Linked DNA regions of Cyprinus carpio: region 1 is linked to region 2. Evidence: chromatin contacts called from public Hi-C data. All regions are on one chromosome and are shown on one strand. The core of a region is the stretch at or near the end of the contact, and the rest is flanking DNA. Distances in the headings are between cores, read along the strand shown.

What was found. Hi-C and Micro-C count contacts between places; a contact is called where the count stands out from the background.
Region 1: a Hi-C map of liver shows a contact between it and region 2, with 4 times the contacts expected there. The contact joins the enhancer-like site here to the promoter of LOC109098297 in region 2. A contact is called at or near these places in 3 of 8 Hi-C or Micro-C datasets (liver and skeletal muscle).

The regions. Positions count from the first base shown.
Region 1 is chrB11:14,868,241-14,875,033 of ASM1834038v1, forward strand. It overlaps LOC109098297 (forkhead box protein J3-like), which reads left to right. Exons shown (of 12, transcript XM_042734086.1): 4 at 187-270; 5 at 4,394-4,495. Among protein-coding and RNA genes, the nearest start is that of LOC109074782, 23 kb to the right of the region's middle. Within about 2 kb of position 3,346, at least 2 of the 8 cell types and tissues checked have an H3K27ac peak or open chromatin away from gene starts, as enhancers often do. A contact at or near this core is called in liver, where this site is marked.
Region 2 is chrB11:14,788,023-14,794,748 of ASM1834038v1, forward strand. LOC109098297 (forkhead box protein J3-like) reads left to right here and starts at 1,816. Exons shown (of 12, transcript XM_042734086.1): 1 at 1,816-2,050. ppcs (phosphopantothenate--cysteine ligase) reads right to left here and starts at 550. Exons shown (of 4, transcript XM_019112352.2): 1 at 387-550; 2 at 1-6.

The DNA of each region.
Region 1 (6,793 bases), core at 2,096-4,595, 82 kb after region 2:
CTCCTTTTGAAGTGGACTTTGAGCTTTGTAACTTTGCAGATCTTTTTCATGCTCAATCAGCAACATTACAGACTAACTAAAGTTGAAAAAGTGAAAAAGCATAATAGGACCCCTTTAAGTTGACCACTATTTTAGAGTATGATGACTTGCTTTGGGACTAATATTCCATCCTCATCCTGTTTTTAGGGTTCGTACTGGGCAATCGACACAAATCCAAAGGAGGACACGCTGCCCACACGACCCAAGAAGAGGCCACGGTCTGGCGAGCGGGTGAGTGAAAGTTTGTTTGTGTGTTTTTGTGTGTGTCTGTGTGTGCGTTTAAGTTTGTGTGTGTGCTCCGAGACCCCCCCTGGGGGTCGGCTTTCAGACATACAGACTTTCTCAAGTCAAACTCAGCTCATTACTTAGAGTCTGGGAGTGATCAAAAAGCAGAAAACAGTGAGTGTCTCGCTCTCCCAGTTCAAGCTCAATGTCACTGATTTGCTCCATCACTTCTCTTGACCCTGTGGTTGCTTAGATACTGTTCAGTTGCCACTGTGATTATTACAGTGTTTCCAGCACAGTAATTTTATGGCTCCCCATTCTCCATAATAATATTAAAAGGCCCCATAACTTTTCCAGTTGTTTGTGATTTACTAAAAAACAGTATTTGGCCAGTTTTTGGCCAATTAATACAATAATAAAAAACTAAATAAGAGCTTTGCATAACCAGAAAAATAATTAAAAAATGTCCATGCAATTAAAAGATTTTGATATTTTGCATGTATCTAGAAAGAGGCTACCTCATTTATTGATGTTTTTCAAAACAGTGGGAACCCTGGTTTATCTAAGAAAAAAACAACAAGGGTTGAATTACAAGAAATATCTTAATTTGAAAGGAATTGTTCACCCAAAAAAGAAAATGTATTCAGCATTGGGTCATCCAAAATGAGTTTATTTCTTCATCGGAATAGATTCAGAAAAATTTAGCAGTACATCACTTGCTCAATGAAGGTGAATGGGTGCCGTCAGAATGAGAGCATCACAAGTAATCCACACAAACCCAGTCCATTAGTTAATGTCTTGAAAAGCAGTGATTTGAAGTTAAAAACATCTAAATGAAGAATATGTTTATCACAAACAAACAGCTTTTTGCTTCACTGGAGTTGTGTGAATTTTTTTTTTGATTTTTTATTGTTTTTAATCCGTTTATTGTACTTTTATTTTTGGGGTATGGATTAGTTGCAGAGTGATGTAATGCTAAAAAAAAAATTTGATTTACACTGCCATGGAAATAGAAATTGTTTTACCCAAGATTTTGCGGTTTCAGATGAGTTTAATGATATTAAAAACTGAAATAATTCAAAGATAATATATAGAAGCATTTTAAAATAAATGTTACAGAAAAATAAATATTGTTTTAGTATGTATTGTGTGTAAGTTATGATTACTTGTTGTTAAATGTTGTTTTATGTGGTTTATGTGGTTAAAGGTGTTAAAGTTTTAACCTGTTGTAGTCTGATTCATCTTTTTCAACTTTAAAGGTCAGCAGAAAACCATATCATTTCTTCAGAGTATGTGTTGATGGCTCATTGCACGTTTTTTTTTTTTTTTATCTTTTGGAAAGAGCAACAAACAAAACCAACCAGGCAACCACATTTAAGATTTAATGTTTACATAGTATTGTATTAGTTTTGCCAAAATAAAGATATTGCTCAAGTCTCTTTTTTCCATCAGCATTATCTTGCAGACAGTCTGCCTTTAGCATGATGCTGCCTGTGTTGGGTTTTTGCTTTTTTACAAGGCCAGAAATATGTGACAACATGGGCTTGGTGTGTTGATAGAAGAGAATGAGACGGGCTGAATATTTCCTCATTTGATAACACTGGCTTTGTTTCATGTCTGAGTCGGTGCTTTACATTTGTGCTGCGCACAGGTTTTCTGATTGCGCGCTCATATCTTTTTATATAGCTGTCTCACTCAGTGTGGCTCAGTTTATCTTGTAGTGGGGGTCCAGCTTATTAATAAACTGTGCCCCAGGCAGCTTTTACATACGTTGCATTCTGCAGTCATTTTTTAGCAAACATCAATTAATGCAGAGTTTCTGCGCCGGTTATTTTCAGCCAGAGCTTTTTCCTTCCATTATTTATGTGCAGTGCTCACCGGAATATACAACTCTGCTGCACTCGACGCTGGCCTTCGAGGTTGACCTGGCTCAGAGGCATCTTGCATCATTTTGTTCAGCCCTGCGTTGTGGATCGGAGTCAGGCGAACCAAAAAAGTTTAGCTATAGTAAGAGCAAGGGGCGGGGATTGAAGACATGTAGATGAAAAGAGCATTTGCGAAGAGGCGTGTTATTTATCAGGGCATCACAATGTGGGGGGGGGGGGATGTTAGCTTGAACTAGTTGTTTTTAGACACCAAGAAGTTTATTGTGCGATACTGACAAAATTATAACTTGGGCTGACCTGTTTTCAGTTAATGAACGGTATATTGTAGCGCCCATTGCATCCAAAAACTCACAAAAAGTTTTGTACATTGTACAAAAAAACATATTAGGTGACCAAAAACTTGTTAGTTAGCTAGAAAAGTGAATGCTAGAGAGGAGCATTTAGCTAAAAATAAGCACTGTATAACATTTATTATATATTTTTTTACTGTTCTTCAATGTTTAATTTGTTTGAATAAATCCATCAAGTTTTTATGACAGCCACTATTTAAATGTTTGTTCACTAAACTAATTGGAGTAGGAATCTAATTAAGTAACTGTAACTTTATTATTATAAAAACTTAGTGTACTTAAACTTATTATAAAATTTTGTGTAATTCAAGCATGTGTATGTAAATCATTTAATTTTAACCTTCAATATTATAGTAATGTAGTACCTGACTCTCATGTATATTTTACATTAGTTACATTAGCATTAGTTGTTTTTTTGGTGGAGGAGAAAAATTGTCATTTACTTTGTTACTATATATCCAGAGTAGGGCTGGGCGATAATTTGATAACGATAATTATCGCGATATAAATTTCCTCGATAAATGTTTGATATAATCCTTTTGCACCTAAAGTGGAACGAAACAGCATGACTCATTTGAATCGTGCCACACGGAAAGTTTATCCGCTCGGATCAAAGTTCAAACTTCCGCGCAGCGCGAGCTCACTAGAGCAGATGTGTTTACTCGGTCATGCGAGCACTAAACAGCGCTACGAGATCCAGTGTGAAGCGCAAATAGAGCAAAGAACACAAATGACTCTGTCATTTAAACTACTTTAAAGCCCAATAGGAGAAACACTGTGTGCAACGAGACAGTAAGAAGGCTTTTCAATCTACAAATCACCATCATTTACCATGGATTTACTGTAGTGACACTGTGGGATGTGGGATATTCACGTTAGATTTTATTACAGAAGTAATGGTATAACAGACTACATCAAGCTCATGGAATGCATGATATGAAGGCATGTTTTGTTGTCGCAAAGTGAGTGATGTACTAAGTGGCTGCTCATACATTGTTAAAACAACAATTGTGATGTTATCAGAGACTATACATATCGCACACCCTTAGTGCACTGTCCCTTTAAGAGAATGTAAATTGGTTGGACAAAAGGTGTATATGTCAGAAATCACGTGATAAGTCTGATAGCCTAATTGACCTCTTGTGTTGAGTTGGTGGCGCGTGTTTTCCTCTGTATGGTCAGGCAGTTAGGCTGGTGTCATTTATAATTGCCACACTCTAGACTCCAGTGAGAGTATCATTCTCTCGGCACACAGCTCTGCCCTCAGGCCACACACAAACATTTTTCATACTGACACTCACTTCACTCACATCAAAAACCTCCAATTAGATCCATTCTCTCTCAGCCTGATCCTGCATGCAAAAATAAGTGGGAATTCTGTTTGTGCAAAGTGCGACGCTCGCTATTAGGAGTATATTTTATTAGACACTCTCTCTCTCTCTCTCTCTCTCTCTCTCTCTCTCTCTCTCTCTCTCTCTCTCTCATCCTCCTGCTGTCTCGTTTAAGAAATTCTTTGACATTAAAAATTGTGACTTAGCTAAATCTCATTTATGTTTATCACAAATTAAAAATCGCATTGTTGCCAGGCAATCCTCTTATAATAAGCAGTTTTGGGAGACAGGCGTGCTGAAGTTATCTTTTACCCCAGCAAGAGCAGACAGAGCACAGGGAGCCGTTCCTCTCTCCTGCTCATCTCTTTCCCAGAATGCCTCCAATTTTGACCTAAATAAAAGGTGTTGCTCTTTTGTTGTTGATAAACGCTCACTGCGTATGCTTTTAAATTTTTTGCACCAGAGTAATACCAAACGCCTTTGAATAGAAATCAAAGTCACTTCACATCCCTCATTGTCTCCATCCTGGTTGGCTGAGTATGTCTCTTTTGTTTTCCTGCAGGCATCCACGCCGTACAGCCTGGAGTCGGATAACTTGGGAATGGACTGCATCATCTCTGGAAGTGCCTCTCCAACGCTGGCAATCAACACTGTGACTAACAAGGTAGAGTTCAGTCCTGGCTGTGTTTCTTCTATCACAGCTGACACCAGCGGCCTACATACCCAGTTTACATTTATTTTTTCCTGCCATGACTATATGCGTGCACTTCATAACAGGACTGATGTGTGATGTCGTCGAGTCTCATCTATATTGGGCTGGCATTATGTGCACAAATCCTCTTAACGGTGCATATGCGGTGTATTGTGAATCGCTAATACCTTATTCTATCTGTCTGTCGAGTCCAAAATGTCAGGTTTGCGCTTACACAAGATATTAAGCCATGCACGAATACAGTATTCTTCATCTTTGGATATGGTTTGCCTCAGTGGTTCTGTCGTGTGTGTGATTTTATCAAAATGCTTCCTCTTATACCATCTTAATATGCAGAAACAACTATATTAATTCCCATTTGTCATTCCTTTTCCTTAATAAAGCAAAAATCTTGGTAACTTGCAATGATAGTGGATGGGACCGGTCTGTATGCATTAAAATACTCGTGAATGTTAAGTGACATTAAAGATTGTGCTGCATTTATAAAAGCTTGTATTGTGCTAAATGGTTGGAGTACTTTTCTGCTAGAGAAAAGTGAGTTTGTTGAATGTTTGGAGGTCTGATTACCTGCTGTATGCTTCTAGGCAGAGCACACGGAGTGACTCGTACCGTAACTCGCCCTCCGTGGCATGACTTCATGGAGAAGTGTGTAAAAAGGAATGGAGCAAAACACTCTGAAATTGAAATAGGCTTTTAAACCTTAAGCGCTCCACTCTTGGCCTGGTGCGGGCTGCTTGCTCTCTCTGGAGTGCTTTAACAAAGCCCAAAAGCATCAGTTATTAATTTACTTCAGGCATTAAACCAATAGTATTTCACATTAAGCATGGTGTTTAAGATGAGGACTGAGGGGGAATGTGGAATTCATTTGGATTGAATTATAGTATGTTTGGTGATCTGTTCATCTGGATAGAATACAGTATTGGTGCTGTATATAATATATATACAGTGTATATAGAATTGTTTTGTTTGCTAGAACATTTCTTTGCAAAACCTAGCGAGTTGTCCTAACTAAAATAGAACTTTATAAGTGACCCAGTTTTCAAATAACAAAGTGATACTGTAAAATATATAAATAGGATAAATAGCATGCAAATACTGACTTTTTTTTTTTTTTTTTTTTTTGGTTTTGGTTTTAAAACACATCCTGTGTGTTAACACAATAAACCATAAATCTTTTTATTGATTGTTTTATTGCGATATTAGTATTGTTGTTTTTGAACACCTCCAAATTACTTTTACAACGTTTCACACAACAAAACAGTTCAAGATTAAGGTATGACTGATTCATATGGGAAGAATTTCAAGATCCACCAATAGTGGGATTTCGGGGTTATCCCATGAGCATATGCTTTCTTTGCCCTCCTATTTGAGATGCTGATAGACTAGAAACCAAATACACAGGAGAGTAAAAACAAGACAGCAGAGTTTGGTGGCTCCTTGGAGATGCTGTTTCTCAGTGTGGGCCCTGTAAACAGAGAACGTGCCACGCCTCTTGAGCACTTCATGCCAAGCCACAGGAATTCCCTCTTTCTCATACTTTCCCGCCTGCTAGTGCAGGCCAATGGGAAAGCGCCTGTGCTGCATAACATGGAGAAGGAAAGCCTGGCTGAGACTGTTCATGTCTGTCCATCATTTTTTACAGAATTTTCTGTCCCTAAAGCGATACAGATTTGACTAAATGATCACTGTGGTATTGCTATGCTTTTCCCTCTCTCAGTTCAGTTGGCTGAGCTTCGTGAGTAGGCCCAGATAGAATCTGCAGACTTATATTCTATGATGTTTTAAAGAGAGAATCTGCAAAGTGAATTAAAATAGAAAGATTTGTTAATCTGACTGTACTGCAGTCTTATTGCAAGAAATGTAGGCTATTTAAATGTTATACTCAATATTATTTAAAGGGGTCATATGATGCCATTTAAATTTTTCCTTTCTCTTTGGAGTGTTACAAGCTCTTGGTGCATAAAAAAGATCTGTAAAGTTGCAAAGACTAAAGTCTCAAATCCAAAGAGATATTCTTTATAAAGTATCAACAATTATGAGTCCAAATGTTTACGCAAAGAAAGAAGGCGTAACTTTTATTTTCGCTGTTGACGCCGCTGCCATGTTGTGAAGTCGCTGTGTTTCGTTGTGAAAGCGAAACTACTTTGTTTGGCCTAAAAGAGGACATGACTGTAAGTATGTTTTTTGTATATAAATAGTTTGCCAATGATGATTCAAGTGCGAGTTTTGAGCAGTAGAGTAGGCTTGTTG
Region 2 (6,726 bases), core at 566-3,065:
AGAAACCTAAAATAAATAGGGTTTATTTAATAAAGTGTTATCACTATGCATATGTTCATGAATGACGATTTGGAATTGAAATAAGCTACAGAAGATGAGATCTTAAAATAATACGAGTTTATATTCTGCATAATTGTCCCTGAGCAATACTGTTGGTCAACTATGAAATGAAGGTCAGAAAATATAAACTAATGTCAAATAAAGTGTGAGAAAGAGTACCATAATTATCATGACTTTCACTAGACAAAAACTAATGTTTTTTCACTTAACATGCGTAGTACACAAATCATATGTTGCTCCCTCAAACAATACATTCTCGCTGTCAGTGCTTCTCTTATTATCGCGCTGATATAAATAAATAAACATAATAAGATAAACATGTTTACCTGTTTGCTTACTCACAAATAATACGCGCAAGAATGTAATTCAACTGCGAATGACCCTAATAAACTTGGACCTAGTGCGAGAGCAGTTCCTACGCTTATTATGGTTGCCTGTGCGCATGCGCAGCTTCGGATGACACGATTGGCTCTTTCAGTGGGCTACTGTGAAAATTCCAAAATAAAGGTTTCAGATGACTGTTCTTCTCTGCTTTGGTCCTCACTGCAGAACACAAGGTCCAGGGGGCGTGTTTGGATCAGATCTAACTCCTCCCACCTTGCGTATACCTAAACTCACCGGTCTCCACCCCCTAAAATGTAAATGTAACCCACCCATCTCGGTTCACAGGGGGCAGCATTGTCTAAGCAATACGAAATTAGAAGTATTTTACCGCTTAAAAAGATGCAAATCATTTTGCAAACATTTAGGACTGGGGTCATAGAAACTAAGCATTATAAATGTGATATTTACACATCCTAGAAATAAATAATCTTTATTTTAAGATTCACAACTAAAATAAGAAAACAATAATAATAAAATACTAGAAATTAGGTAGTTATTTGAAAACAGAAGCACGCAGTGTACCACAAAATTAAAACAAATGAGGAATATTGTTCTTCCTCCAGACAAACAGCTCACAGCGGGGAAACGTCTTTATTGAAATTATTATTATTATTATTATTATTATTATTATTATTATTATTATTATTATTATTATCATTATTATTATTTTAAACCTTCATTGTTTCATCATTAAATAATTTTGGGGTGCTGTCCACATCTTTTTATTATGAAAAATAATGTTAGTATGCCTGTATAGATATCATTACCTATTTGCCAAAGGCTTTGTGAACTGCACTATTAGCCGCAATAACGTTTCTTATTAATCAATTAGGCATTTAATATTTAAAATAGTTTTTATTATTAAAATTATCGAAGATACCTGACGAAATCATCCACTGTGTTAACTCAATATCCATGAATGGACGGATTTAAAACCAGATAAAGTCTAATAACCACATAAAACTGTCTTCATTTTATTATGAAATAATAATGATAATAATAATAATAATAATAATAATAATAATAATAATAATAATAATAATAATAATAAAAAAAATGTTTTGAATTATTTACACCTAAATATCTCATTTATATTCGGACAAACTGCTACTCTTTCGACAAAGGCTTTATGATCTGTGCTGTTGTAGCAATAATAGTTTCTTTTGAATCGACTAGTAAATTTCATATTCTATATTGTTTTTATTGTATGGTATTTTTGTGATTAGGGCAAATGTGAAAAGCCATTGCTAATAATTGTTGTACACTAAAGGCACTACTTTCCGGATGCAAAGCCTGTCGCAGCTTGGTACTGTGGGCCGTTCTCCGGCTAATGTCCAAAAGTAGTTCCGGAATTTTGATCCGCGCAGTCCCCGGATGTTAGCTATTCAGAGAGAAAGACGAACGAGCGAGCGAGAGAGAGAGAGGCGGAGAAGCTAGGAGACGCTACGGACAAACCGGTAAAGGGATTGCGGGTCTCAAACTCACGATAAACACGTAGCGCCGAGGCTCGTTTCGAGGAGAGAGAGGGAGCTGTGATCGAAAAAAGGAAGGGGACGGCTAACTTTGACAGACCTGCACTGGCCTCCAGCAGCGGACGCGAGCCCGGGTGAGTGCGGCTGAACGTTACGAGCTCGCGACATGGAGCTCGCGAAGTTGAAATCAGGGCCCGCGAAAAATGGTCGACTTTAACTGTTAGTTGTGTGCTGCTGAAGTTCTGAGCAGAGCGAGAGGAAAGACGTTCAGGCCTCAAGTGGTATGTCGTCGCTGCCGCCGTCGGTCGGGGGCAGGTGGGGACACTGCAAGCTCCTCTGTCACAGCAGAACAAGTTTAGTTAGCAAGCTGCTAGCCGCCAATATGGTTTTTGTCAGACAGGTAGCGAGAGTGAGCTGCTAATTAACGTTAGCCACCAGTTTTACTTTAGCTCGCCTGCTATTTGTGCGCGTATCTGACAGGCGTGTGACTTGAAATATTTGTGACTGTAACTCGGTCAGTAAGCCGAGCTGGAAGCGGGCTTTTCGACCGGGAACTGCCAAACGAGCAACTTTTGGTGCTGTCAACTAACAGTAGTTGGAGGTGGAGGCCGTGTCTATTAATATTTTGGAAACAGACGCGCGGCAGCTGCTTGTCATTTTAAATACGAATCCTGGCCAACTTGTGGGGCCATTAATATGCATACGAGCTCGGTTTTTGTGCAAACAGAGATGCAATATTGTTAATGGAGCGTTATTGAAACATTTAGTTCAACTTTATGAAGTTGTGCGTGAGTTATTGCCTTTCTGTCAGCATATGCGACAGGTGATGATAAGACGCAGTAAGTCTCTACAGTTCTAATCTTGCATGTAATTCATGTGACTTATTAGCAAGTTTGTATACACATCATATGTAGACTGTCATATCTAGTCAATGCAAGACTAGTCCCCCGTCTAGCCAGCTGCTGGAATGTTACCCGCTGCCTGTCAGGTATTTGGATTTTCCCTTTTAGTTACTGCAAGAACAGACCTTTACTGTCATGTTGTGCTCTGGGTTGAATTTGATTTCTTGTTGTTTATATCGCGATGCGTAAACGTTTATAATTTATATGGAGCCACCATAATTTGACATTAAGGCAAGACATCATAGTTGAATATAGTAACAAATAGATGTCACTTTACTTCCCCATTTGAGTAATCACAGTACAATATGACAATTGTTTGCATTCCAGTTTTTTTTTCCCCGAAATGATATGTTTAAATATGCAAATGCAGAAAAACCCCTGTTCAGAATTCTTGTTTTATTTTAATTTTTTGCCATATAAGAGTTCAAATTTACAGAGGGGATATATATGCTATATGCAGACAGGTAAATGATATATGAACAAGCCACTCTGTAAAGACTATAAATAGGATTAAAACTCAGTAAGTGCAACTGAAGTGAAGGTTTCTGTCTCAGTGCAGGAAAAAAAGTCATTCTGAGAAAACAGCCTATAAAATATGTATTGTAATTGAAGTCTGCAAATGCAAATAGATAAATATCTAAATGTGAATTTGGGTGGTTTTTTTTTCTGCTACTCTGAAAAAAGACACGTTATAGAAGCAAAATAGACCAATACCGCAAAATTGACCAGTGCCATGAAAAGACAATGGCTTTGCCTGTATTGTCTTGCCTTAAGTTGACAATGACAGCTTGTCAGCATATTTTTGCATGCATGTTACAATTTGTATTGGCCTGATGAGGATTGACCAACAGCATTCTGTTAGTTATAATAGGATTTTCTTCCCCTCCTCCTTCACTTAAAGAGTAGAGTACGAATGGAGAGACTGTTGAATTATGTACCAGCATGCTTAAAATACTGAATGATGGACATATGCGAACTACCCGGGACATATTTTCCCCACCCAGTCAGTGTAGCAGTACAATAGTGTGAAAGATTCACGTTAGCACCAGACTTGTTTGTCTTTGGGTTGTCAGCTCACAGAACGTAGAAAATGATTGAACTATCAGTTGCCTGTCAGAACACGCCTGGTGGTTCTTGTGCTGAAACCGCTGCATTTTAGTATTTACAATTATTGCATCAAGAACATTGTTACATTTGCACAAAAAGTGATTTGGGTCATGAATGTTATGCTTGTACATTTTGATCTCTGTAATGTTTTGTACTTTTGTATTGATATAAAACGGCTAAAAGCTATAGCAGACTTTATATGTTGTGTATGTATGCATTGCATATACATACATAATTTATCAGATTTGATCATGTGATGCCATACAGCATAACAGAATTCATTGCTGCTGTTTGCTCATGTTTTTGCAGTTGTTTTCCCCCCAAAAATATCATTTCCTGGAAGATGATGTCTTTGGGGACTTAGCATTTGTTAGTTAAATGTATGTTGTGGCATGTTAAGAGTATGGAAAGTGATATTAAGAATACAGGGGGGAAAAATGAAATTATTACTAGCTATACGTTTTGTTTGAAACATTTTGATTAAAGAAAAAAAAATAAAGCACCTGAAATATCAGTCAGTTTAAAATTAATCTCTGTTTCTAAAAAAATAAAAAATATATATATATTTTGTAACATATTTTTCTAGAAGATGATGGCATGAAATTGTACAGCACATGAATGATCCATTATTTACATTGTTTAATTGTTAATATTATTAATCTGATTGCATGTACTATAACTTTTTGGGCCTAATATCATAGTAAAGCTAACTGAGAGTAGCATGAAAGAAGGTTTTGTAACTTTGGTTTTAAATGCTGTCTTAAGAAAGGTATTACCCCTTAAGTGTCTTTTATCTTTCAACTTGTTTTGTATGTTGTTCATTAGTGTTTTGCTAAATGGGCTGGAATGGGAGCTCTTAAAGAACACAAGCATGGCATCTGTTGTAGCGTACCATAACTGTTCCCATGCCAGGATCTGACGAGGCCTCCGCTGCAGTATTGCATACAGACTCGTCTCTTTGCCCTCAGGCCTCAGTGGGCATCCTGCCGCTATGTCTAAACTCACCTGGAAACTGCTTGCTTTATGCATTCCACCTACTTTATCATCGCTAAACGACGCCATAGGCCACACTCTAAATGGGGCATTGTATGGCGCTTTAGATCTTTGGTGACTGTGATATTAATTTTTTATACGTTGGAGCTATACGGTGTTCAGTGTAATGAGCTGTCTTTACCGTTACACTGTTTACAGAGTTTCCTGAGGTATTAGCATTTTTTTTTTCCACTCTGCTGAGTTGGTTGATGAGATTTTTCCCACATTTAGAAAAGTTAAGCCTTTCTCCAGCTGTGCAGCACAAACATCTGTTCTCTTACATTTGTGTCGTGTGAAACCAGTGTATAATTTTCTCTCTTTTTCTGTCTGGTTGCAACAAGTGGTATGCTTCCCATTTTCTTCATTAGATTTTCACAATCGGACAGAGTTTAGTTTGTGATGTTGAAAAGCACTGTTATGACATGGAATTAGCAGCAAGGCATGTGTAGATTGAGCAGTCTGACGTGAGCAAAGAAGAGACAGCCCCTCACCTTTCACATACCAGTAGCTCATTTGGAATTCAGCTGTGGCCATTTGCCCAGCCCTGTCTCACTGAGAGGCTTTTCATTTTTCCCCCTTGTTGAAGCGATTATTCAAATGGCTGTCCGTGGGATGAAGTTATCAGACCCCTGTTGGTAAATGGGGTCCAGGCAAAGCTAAATGCATGGCTTGCCCAGCACAGAAACTGCCCATCAAGTAACCACTCTTTGCATTGCTTCCCCTCCTCTTTCTGGCAGTGACATTAAATATTTGGATAAAAATGCTTTTTGTTTATTTTTTGTGATATGTATTATAAGCCTCAGTGGCTATCAGTACTGCATGTTGGTGCTTGCAAAGCATAGAAATTACTCAGAGCATAGTACTCTTGCAATGCTAGTGTTAAAATAATTAGTGTTTATTAGTTAAACGCAGAAGCATTTACACTCTGGTGAGCAGTGTTATTTCAGACAAGCTGCCACCATTAATATTATAGTCCTTTCATAGAATGTTCTCCTTTCTTTTTGTCACATTGATGTGATAGAACATATTTTCATAATCAACTAGTCTGAGGTTGAAAGTCTAGTTAACATTTTGATTTCTCAATTTTAGTTTATTTTAATTTTGATGAACTTATCAATTTTGTGAATCCCAAGATTGATCTTTTAGTCTGTTTTCTATTGTGTGAATAAAGCTTCACTAAACGCCTCTCATCTTATAATCACTGTCAAATTCTGACAATATTATCACTGTAATTGTCTTTTAGCCTGCAAAATGAAAGCACGTGCTCAGGATGCTACTTAATTGTGAATAGCATCTGCTTTTGTCACCTTCAAATATATCTGTTATTGATCTGTTATTGGACAACTATACAACCATTTTGGCCCGTCCGTTTCAGGCTGTTGCAATAATGGCTTACATGCTGAGACTCTTGTTATGCCAAAAACCAATATGAAGCCTTGCTGTGCGAGTGGTGAAAGTAAGTAGCTCGGTCTTCATTAGCAAGGCCGTTCATCACTAGAATGCAGATGAGCTATGAAGCCATTCATCTCTGATTCCAATTTGAATCTTGTTTGCAGTCATATTGTGTGAGCCCACTTTTTCATGTTCAAATAGTCTCTTTATGTGAAAGATCAGTGGGGGATAATTGCACTTAAGTGAACCTCATTTAGAACTGACCAGAGCAATTACAGTAACTGCAGTTCCAGGCATTTTTGGGCCACTGGTTGCTAATTTTGCAGTTTCAAGGCTATGATCAGATTGGAAGTGGATTGACGTTGAATAGCAGAACA